2 separate regions of the Sus scrofa genome follow, and region 2 is linked to region 1. The links are chromatin contacts, called in public HiChIP or PLAC-seq maps. All regions are on one chromosome and are shown on one strand. Each heading gives the region's core, a stretch centred on a gene start, on an enhancer-like site or on the middle of the called end of the contact. The rest is flanking DNA. Distances are from core to core; before and after follow the strand shown.

Evidence for each region. HiChIP or PLAC-seq counts read pairs in DNA pulled down with a chosen protein or histone mark.
Region 2: an H3K27ac HiChIP or PLAC-seq map of alveolar macrophages shows a contact between it and region 1. The contact joins the promoter of FANK1 here to the promoter of BCCIP in region 1. A contact is called at or near these places in 3 of 47 Hi-C or Micro-C datasets (heart right ventricle and liver) and 1 of 2 datasets of contacts at active chromatin or transcription factors (alveolar macrophages).

The regions. Positions count from the first base shown.
Region 1 is chr14:135,128,618-135,133,320 of Sscrofa11.1, reverse strand. It overlaps BCCIP (BRCA2 and CDKN1A-interacting protein), which reads right to left and starts at 1,993. Exons shown (of 8, transcript XM_001926083.6): 1 at 1,873-1,993; 2 at 1,806-1,870. The coding sequence starts at 1,954. UROS (uroporphyrinogen III synthase) reads left to right here and starts at 2,252. Exons shown (of 10, transcript NM_001244365.1): 1 at 2,252-2,477. The coding sequence starts at 2,446.
Region 2 is chr14:135,194,697-135,199,399 of Sscrofa11.1, reverse strand. It overlaps FANK1 (fibronectin type 3 and ankyrin repeat domains protein 1), which reads right to left and starts at 1,980. Exons shown (of 14, transcript XM_021072604.1): 1 at 1,866-1,980. The coding sequence starts at 1,878. It overlaps DHX32 (putative pre-mRNA-splicing factor ATP-dependent RNA helicase DHX32), which reads left to right and starts at 2,033. Exons shown (of 12, transcript XM_001926580.6): 1 at 2,033-2,357.

The sequences.
Region 1 (4,703 bases), core at 744-3,243:
AGATTATCCATGTTAATGCAAGAAGCACTGATTTTATAACCCAAAGTTAGCAAAACAGACAGTTAAGTTCTAAATGAAAAACACTTTTCAAGGCAAAGGCCCAAAAAAGCTGATTTGTGGGGAAAGCTCTGTTGAGTGGAAAATTTATCATATACCGATTGCCAGTCTCAGCCCTAATCCTGCACCCATGCTAAACCCAACTCATGTTTATCTCTGACTTTACTCCCTCATCACTCGCTCTTGCTTATTCTGATTCTGCCACATTAGCTGTCCTGCCCGAGAACCATGAGGACTTTGGATTTGCTTATAAATGAGGTGGGAAGCCACTGGAGTGCTCAGAGCAGGAAAGTGAGAACAGACCTACCCTTTAAATAGATGTCTCTGCTGCAGGGGAACAAGAATGGAAACGAGGCATGTGCTAGTTAGTTACTAGAGAAGTCCAGATGGTGGACGTGTGGACTGTGACTGCTGCTGGACCACTGATGAGAAACGTCGGGACACGGAAGGTAAAGCTAAAATGAAGGGAGTCACCGATGTGGGACGAGGAAAGGAAAGGAATGAAAGCTTCAGGTTTTGGATTTGAGCAACTGCTGAACTTGGGGATTTATGTAAGTAGAGAGGTTAGAGGGTCCCCAGAGAAGGAGAACCAAGCATGACATGAGAGAAGCCATTTTGGCTTAAGCCATTTTGTGACAAAGCCAGGCCACAATGCCTGCCCTAACAGGTCTCAGTAACTCATGATCCTAGGGGAATAGAATGCAGGAAGAAAGAAAAGGCAGCCAGAGACTAGTGCAGGGATAAAGGAGAGTCCCAGTTCCTCCTCAAGGGATCTACACAGCAATACCTTTGAGCTCTGCAGGAACTAAGCCGCCTCCCCCCCACCCCCAGGATGGAAAGGTGAGGTTGACCCTCCAGACTTCAGCAAAGACGTGGACTTTCTTGACTTTTGCCCCGATTCTATGCATTATTCTCCTCTGTGCAAGCTCCTTCATGAATATGCATGTACCCTTAACTTAAAACTTTCCAATTTTGCAGTCCCAGAAGACACAGCTTTAAGGAAGATCCCCAAGTTCTCCTCATTTGATGCAAATACTAATAAATCCTTCCTTCTCCCCATTTTTGGCTTGGTTGTGTCTACTGGTCCCACACCTACCAAAAGGCGAACCTAGTTTTCTAACATTTACAGACATGGCAATGATTAAGAGCAGGGGCATAAGTTTCAAATTCTGCCTTGGACATGTGATGTCTGCAGTACTGTTAGACATCCTGTGGTCGTCAAGATCATTCAGTCCTAGTTATTCATTAAACAAATATCGGGGGGTCTATGGCAGCTCCCAGTTCTATGAGAATGGATCCCCAGGACTTGGCTTGAGGGGCAGAAATGACAGCTTAGGCAGCGCGTGGAGGAGCAGGAGACGTGCCTTCGAGAAACGGACCGAAGGCCGTGGTGAGGGAGGCAGGCACCGGGGAACCAGGCTGAGTGGCTGCGGGGAGGTCAGAGGGTGGGCCCGGGGCCCTGAGCGACCCCAGAGGATTCGGGATGTTAGTGTGAAACCAACGAAAGCCAGCGGGGAGGATGGTGTCGCGGCGGTAGGAGGGACCGCGCTGGCCGGAGCAGGACCCACACTGCGGCTAGAGCGTGGGGAAGAACGAAGCGAGAACTTTTTCCCACCCGCAGCCTCTGCTTAAGGACCCTCAGGTGCGGGGCAGCTGCTACTTGAAGCAGCGCAGACATTCACACGGCTTCGGCTGCCGAAAGGTTTTTTCCCAGATGTAAGCCAGACGGGGCCGCGTATGCGTCTCACCTCATTGATGATCTCGTCCTCTTCATCCTCGCCTTCGTCACTGTCTTCATCGTCTTCATCCTCCCCTCGACTTCATCCTCCTCCTCCTCCTCATCGCGCGGAGCAGGAGACCCATTGCCCACGGCGCGCCGCTTGGGCCTGGACGCCATGTTGCCGGCCTCCCTGCGCCTGCGCCCCTTCCGCGCGCCCGCCCTTCCGGACCCACCCACACAAGCCGAGGGGGTGGGAGATCACGAAGAACCTCGGCGCTGAGGCGGTGTCAATCCCCCTGCCCTGGTAGCTTGCACAGCCCTGAAACCTTAGAGTCAGGTCCAACTCAGGGCCCTGTCTTGGCCTTTTCGTCTTCCTTCCATCCAGCCTCACGCCTTTCCACGACTCCCTCTCCCTTTCCCGCAGTGGTTCGACCCATCTCCGCTCGGGCTCCCGGGCTTACGTGTTGGTGCGCATGCGCGAGCTTCAGCTGAGCGGTGCGCCGGCTCCGCGACCCCTGGAGCTGGCGCTGGCGCTGGTGCTGGGGGCCCGGCGTGGGCCGTCGCCATGGCAGCGGAAGCCACGTGGTGAAGGGGCCGACCCCCGGACTGGTCTGTCCGGCGGGCTCGCTGCCTGCGGGCGGGAACCCTGAGATTCTGCCCCCGACTGGATGCCTGCCGAGTGCTTCACTTGCCCGGCGAGGTAGGTGTCGCTGCGCACGGTACCAACGAGGACGGAGTCCCTGGGACACGCGGGGGCCCGCCTGCTGCGCTAGCCTGTGCGTGACAGGTCGGGCTGGAACCCCGAGGCCGCTGCTGGCCTGGGTGCTGGGTGCTGTCCAGGGACAGTAGTCGGCCCCGAATGGAAGGTCGCCTGATGCGCGCAGATGCCCCCAAGCCTGGCTCAAGCAAGGCCCTACGGGGATCCCCCCACACGTAGTCGTTGGCACAACCTTGGAATGAATCCCACCCTAATGCCTGTTGCCAGCCCACCCTCCTTAAGCGCATTTCTTGACCTGGAAGTTTTTTTAAAATTGGTGATCAACATTAAATGCTCAAGGGCCAGTGGGAATATCCACATTACAGATCTGAGCCTATAGTAAAGGAAGAGAGTGGATGGGGAGTCTGGCAAACGAGGGGGTGTGCTCCTGGCAGCTGATCCCTGGTGGTCAAGTGGAAATGCTGCCTAGTGTTGTCAGTTCTTACATTTCAAGAGAACCTGGAGTTCTGGATTTTTAGGGGGAAAAAAAGTAACTTGAATTGTAAAACTTGTGCCAAATAAAATTCATCTACAGGTCAGGTTTATACAGCAGCCTGTTGTAAAGAATTTTATTTGGGGAGTTCCTGTGGAAGCTCAGTGGTTAACGAATACGACTGGGAACCATGAGGCTGCGGGTTCGATCCCTGGCCTTGCTCAGTGGGTTAAGGATCCAGTATTGCTGTGAGCTGTGGTGTAGGTTGCAGACACGGCTCAGATCCTGCGTTGCTGTGGCTCAGGCGTAGGCTGGCAGCTACAGCTCTGATTGGACCCCTAGCCTGGGAACCTCCATATGCCGCCGGAGCAGCCCAAGAAATGGCAAAAAGACAAAAAAATATATATTTTTTTATTTGGAAAGAAAGTCACTCATTAGAGAAGTCATCCACTTTCTGGGAGTAAGCTCTATAGCTTTCCTTTTTTTCTCTCTGTCAGATGAGGAAAGTAGGTTGAATGAGTGTGATTCCAGATGGAGTGAGCTGTCCCTAAACTGAGATTGGACGTTGCTGGAGCCGTTTAAGCAGAAGCATGATCACTTCTCTCAGTGATACTTCAGCAGCAAGAAATGGAATCAGAATACCTTAAGGGTTCCCAGAGGCCCTGTGATTGTGTTCTAAGAGTTGTCTATGAGTTCCTGTCTACTAAGTCACAACATGAATTATAACGTGTAAACATTAGGGCTTCGCATATGATGGCGTGGCTTAAAATGGCCTCTCTGGGTCCCACAACTATGTAAAAATGTCTTTCAATCATGTACAAGACAGGAGGTTATAAAGACAGACCTATCAAAAGGCTAAGAGTAGAAAAAAAAAAAGACTCAGAAGGCACCGTGTCAACATATCACTAGAGTGGCACTGATACTTCACGGGTAATTTTTTCCATTTCTTTATATTTTTTTGGTGGTAAAATACATACAGCGTAAAATTTACCATTTTAAGCAAGTGTCCAGCTGAGTAGCATCAAGTCTATCTACATTTTCATGCAACCATCAGCACCATCCATGTCGAGAAATTTTTCATCTCACAAAACAGACTCGGTACCCATTAAACACTAACGCTGCCGTCTCCCCTCCCCCACTCCCTGGGAACCCACTCTCTGCTCTCTGCTGTCTCTACAAATTTGCCTGTCCGAGGTACCTCATATAAGTGGAATCATATAATATTTGTCCTTTTGTGACTTGTTTCACGTAGCAAAATGTCTTCAGGCTTTATCCACACCGTATCATGTGTCCGAATTCCTGGAGTCCCTGCTTTTAATTTTGGGGAGCATGTACTCAGAAGTGAAATTGTTGGATCGTATGGGAATTCTGTTTTTTAATTTTGGGGGGAAACTGTACTTTTTCATAGTTTGCAAACTTTCCACAATAGGCATGTATTGCTTTGATAAGAGAAGGGTAGGGAAGCCTCACTTTGTGCCCTTGGCTTAGTCCCCAGTGCTGAGCTCATGCTCAGAGTGGGAATTAGAGTAGCCAATGCGAGTAAGTAGCAGACGTGGTCTTGTCATTCGAGAAAGTATGGTACTGGCCCCAGGAAACGTCACAGTCAGAGATGAGCTTGGTGACCCGCTGCCCCAGTCTACCTTTAGCTCAGAATTTATCTTAACGGAGCAGAGAGCTGGCAGCAAGTGTTTAGGAGAATGAACCTAGCTTAACTTCACCTCTGGCAGCCACTTACG
Region 2 (4,703 bases), core at 731-3,230, 66 kb before region 1:
CATTCCGCAGGCCTCTTATTGCTTCCTGCCGGAAGCCTCTTCCCATCTCTTCTTCCCCAATCTCAGACCCCAGGGAGGTTTCAGTCATTCTCGGGCAAGTCTCTGCTCAGTTTTCTAGGGATAACCAAAACAAACACTGTCCTACTCACTGTCCAACCCTCCACCCCAGGACAGTGTTTGCAACATAAGGATACCGCGAATGAGCCACCACAAACGAGCCAGCAAGCAGTGAGTCTGAGTGCTGAAGGGCCTGAAATTTATAGTTTACACATTTAAACAGAAATATAAATCTGCAGAAATAAAGTTGCTTTTTTTTTTCTTTTCTTTTCTGGCTGCTCCCATGGCGTGTGAAAGTTCCTGGGCCAGGGATTGAACCTATGGCACAGTAGCGACCCAAGCTGCTGCCAGATCCATCACTTGCTGTGCCACAACTCCTAAAGTTGCTTTTTTTAAAAAAAAATTACACTTTTATTTCTAGAGGATATACATATCCTGGCATCAGTTTGACATGATACAAATTTTAGTATTGTTGTAAGTTAAATTTCTCTCAATAGGTTAGAGAAAATGTAGATTCAAGAGAGCTACGAGTGCAAGTGACATGATACCATATAAAACCAACACAAACAACTGTGACTCTCAACTAGTAAGCCTTCTCCTCAGCAAGTGAATTAAAAGAAAGAAAAAAGCCTTTAAAGCCTTCTTGGAAACAAATGGCCTTTAATAATGTCAGCTTATCCTCCAGAGAATGGACTTGGTCTGAGTACTTCCATTTCTGAAGTTGTGCAAGAAAAGACAATTTGGTCTTGAGAGTCAAACTTCACCCTTCTTTATAAGGTTCAAGTCTCTAGTCTCCACATAAAACACTATTTATTTTATTTTATTTTTGTCTTTTTGCCTTTTCCAGGGCCGCTCCTGAGGCATATTGAGGTTCCCAGGCTAGGGGTCGAATCAGAGCTGTAGCTGCCAGCCTACACCACAGCCACAGCAACGCGGGATCTGAGCCGCGTCTGCAACCTGCACCACAGCTCATGGCAACGCCAGATCCTTCACCCACTGAGCAAGGCCAGGGATCGAACCCACAACCTCATGGTTCCTAGTCGGATTCGTTAACCACTGCACCACAACAGGAACTCCATAAAACACTATTCTTAATTTACGAGCAGAAGGAGCAATAAAACAGCTTGGGAAAGAAGGAAGGAGCACTATGTCCCTAGAAAGGTCTAAATAATAATATTATTTAAAAATACAATTATTTAAAGCTCATGTTAGATCTGATAACACCAGACTGCCCACCTTTTGTAAAACAATCTGTGAAAGAGAAAAAGAAATCGTCACTTTTTTTTTTTTGAGTGTTCAAGCCTACCTCGTAGAATCTCTAACAACGAATTAAACACTCTTGGAAGAAGCTCAAAAATTTTTTTCTCCAGATCTCCGACTACTGGGAGGAGGACAGAGATCTCTTCTGATAATTACAAGACCTAGCCTCGTTTCATGTTCAATTGCTGATATTTGAGAAGCAGAATGGCTATTTACAATTAATGAGCCAACTAACTACCAAACTAAAATAATAACAATAATGACAGTAACAGTAACGATAAAGGGATTTGTTTGGGGGGTTTAAGGAAGGAACACAGTGGGGGCGCTGCATCCTCCCGGCCATACTACCGAGCCCACCCGGCCCCCGGCGGACCCACTCTGCTGGGTTTAGCCCCCTTCTCTCCAAGAGACAAAAGTGCAAGGGGGAGACCGTATTTCCATGTCAAAAGCGTCAGAAGCCCGCGGAGCCGCACGCGGGGCACCCACACCCGTCCGGGGAGGCCCGCCCGCCCCGGCTCCGGCCCCGGCCCCGGCCGCGGCCGCCTTACTCTGGGGCTCCATGGTCAGCTGCTCCCAGGCCGCCACCGGCCGAGCCCCCGGCGCCGCCGCCGCCCCTCCTAACACCTCTCCTCCCGGGCCGGCGTCTCTCGGGTTGCCCTGACAACGCGGAGGGCGGGGGAGGAGGAGGAGGGAAGGACGGCGAGAGGGAGGGACCAAAAGCCGCGCGGCAACGCGGACGAGCGCGAGGGCCCGCGCGTCGCCGGGGCGCCGAGCGAGGGTGGCGGCCCGGTCGCCGGCTGCCGACTCTCTGCCCCAGAGGCCTGCTGGGCGGTCGCGCCCTCCCTGGTGGCCCTCGCGCCCCCGGCGGACCCGGTGCCCGCGCCTTCGGGGTGGGGGCCTGCAGGCCCTCCGTCGCGACCCGAGGCGCCCGTCGGTCCGCCGGTCCGTCGGTCCGTGCGTCCGGCGAGCTCGGCCTGCGCTGCGGGAAAGGGCGGCCGGGCCTGGGCCTCCGTCCCCGGACGCGGTTGCGGCCGCAGCAGGTAAAGGCCGGGCCGGCGGCGGGAGGGCGGAAGGGCGGCCGAGGCGCACCTGTTGCGGCCGCCTCGGGGCCCCTGCCGGGCCGTTGCCCCCGACGACCCCTCTGGCTCCTCCGAAACGCTCCCGGAGACGGCGGCCTCCTCACCGCACCTCGGAGCCGCGTCTCGGCGGGAGGAGCGAACCCGGGCACAGCCGCCCTCCGAGCCGGGGGCCCTGGCTCCGGGGGGCGTCGGCCCCGCCCTGGGGGGAGGGGTCACTCCTGCCGCTTTTAGGGCCGCGCGAAGCAGGTGAGAGCCTCCCCTGCACGCAGCAGCGGGCCAGCTGTGTCCCTTGAACCCTGAAACCCGGGAGAATTTCTTCGCCCCCCACGGCACTGTCGTCCTGAGTATCCCCTTTCAGGCAGTGGGCCTGGGTCGGCTCTTTCCGGTTGAGGTCGTGGGGGGGGGGGTGTTTCGGTCCTCCGAGGTCGTTGGGGTGTGTGTGTGTGTGTGTGTTTCGGTCCTCCCGGTTTTCGGTTGAGTTGTGGAATGAGCCCACACGTTCTGTACCAAAACTTTGTAGGGAAACCAGTGTAACCTTCTCCCACACCATAGGCTTTCCTGACATTGCTTTTTAAAACATTGTTGCAGGTGGTGCTTTAAGGAAGCTTGGAGGATCCCCAGGGCTTTTATCTGGTAGGTTGTAAAAATGCAAACCACGGGGAGGGGGCTATAGGTTAAGAAAAACAGCCATGAGGCGGAGAGGAAAATGGAGAAGAGAGAAGAAAAAGAATGAGACGGAAAACGCAGGGGGAAGGAAAATGGCCTGATGGATTTTGTGCTCATGTCGGGAGATTATGGCCCTTTTATCAGTTCCTCCCGCTGCTCTAGACAGTACTGGAGGGAAATGAAAAGATGAGGCCTTTTTGGGTCATGTAAGTGATTACTCATTCTTTGCCACTAGAGAGATTCCCACTCTGTAGATGACAAGGACACCAAGGAGAATTACTTTCCTCTTAGAAAGAGAATCGTTCAGAGGTTAATTGAACCCGAGAAGCATATATTCTGGGATGGAAAGGGTCATTTATTACTTTCCACCAAATTAGGCTTTCCCCTCTCGGAGTATATGGGGAGTTTTTCAGATTAATTGTCAAAGCAAGAAGGTTTATGTGTGGATGTTGACAAGCAGTGTGATATATACACAGAACCCATAATTCATGAGCTCAAATATTCAAGTTATAAATTCAGGTTGGAAAGAAAACACTTCATAGGACCTTAACTACCTATTCCTGATATTTTAGAGACAGGGGATGGATTTTTTAGATGGAAGGCAACTGAGGTCAACAGTACCCTGGTGGTACAGTGTTTTCAAACTCTAGTTTTCACATCATTAGCAGAATCATGAATTGTCTTTTCATCCAAGAAAGAAATATGATGATGTGTGTTAATAATATCATAGTCAAAGTGACAAGTTCGTGATAGAAACTTGGCTTTTATTAACGGAAAAAGGAGAAAAAACCGTTCTCACATAATACAGGATTAGGCATCTGTATTTAGAAGGAAGAAGCAACAGTGTAGCTGTTCATGCCAAAGTAACAAGGACTCCAGAGTTTAGCAGTTGCAGGCAGATTTCAAGGTTGGAGAAATGGAGATATGCATTAGTGACTACTTTATGGTCATACAGAAGGCTAATTTTTTTTTTTTTTTCTGGTCTTTTGTCCTTTTAGGGCCATACCTGAGGCATATGGAGGTTCCCAGGCTGGGAGTCTAATTGGAGCTGTTGCCCCGGCCTACACCACAGCCACAGCCGCACCCGATCCGAGCCGCATCTGTGATCTACACCACAGTTCACGGCAATGCCAGATCCTTAACCCACTGAGCAAGGCCAGGGATTGAACCTGCAACCTCATGGTTCCTAGTGGCATTCGTTTCCTCTGCGCCACGACAGGAACGCCCAGAAGGCTAATTTTATCTGTAGCTCTGAACTTGACTTTGAGAAAGTCTTAGCAGTGGAATATTTTAGGTAGTAGGTGACTTTGGCAGCTGTGAAAAGCAGCACTTGATTTTAAGTGGCAGTGTAGCTGTGGAAGAAAGGACTGGGAGCAGGGAGGGGTGAAAATGAGGGAGGGAGAGGTTCGCAAATGTCAAAGGCAGGAACAATACTCAGTTTCTCTTTCTCCAGTTCCTCGTACAGTGTACTGGTTAAACGTTCTGTCGAATGAGTGAGAGCTTTAGAGAAGTTGGATGTACTCTGTTTTTGGAGGAAACCGAGATCAGAGGGTTGCTAGTGGGCTAGGGCTTGAGATGCATGGTGAAGGTATCGGTTGTTCCTTTGGGGGCTTCTCTACGACTTTGTTTTCAGTTTCCTTT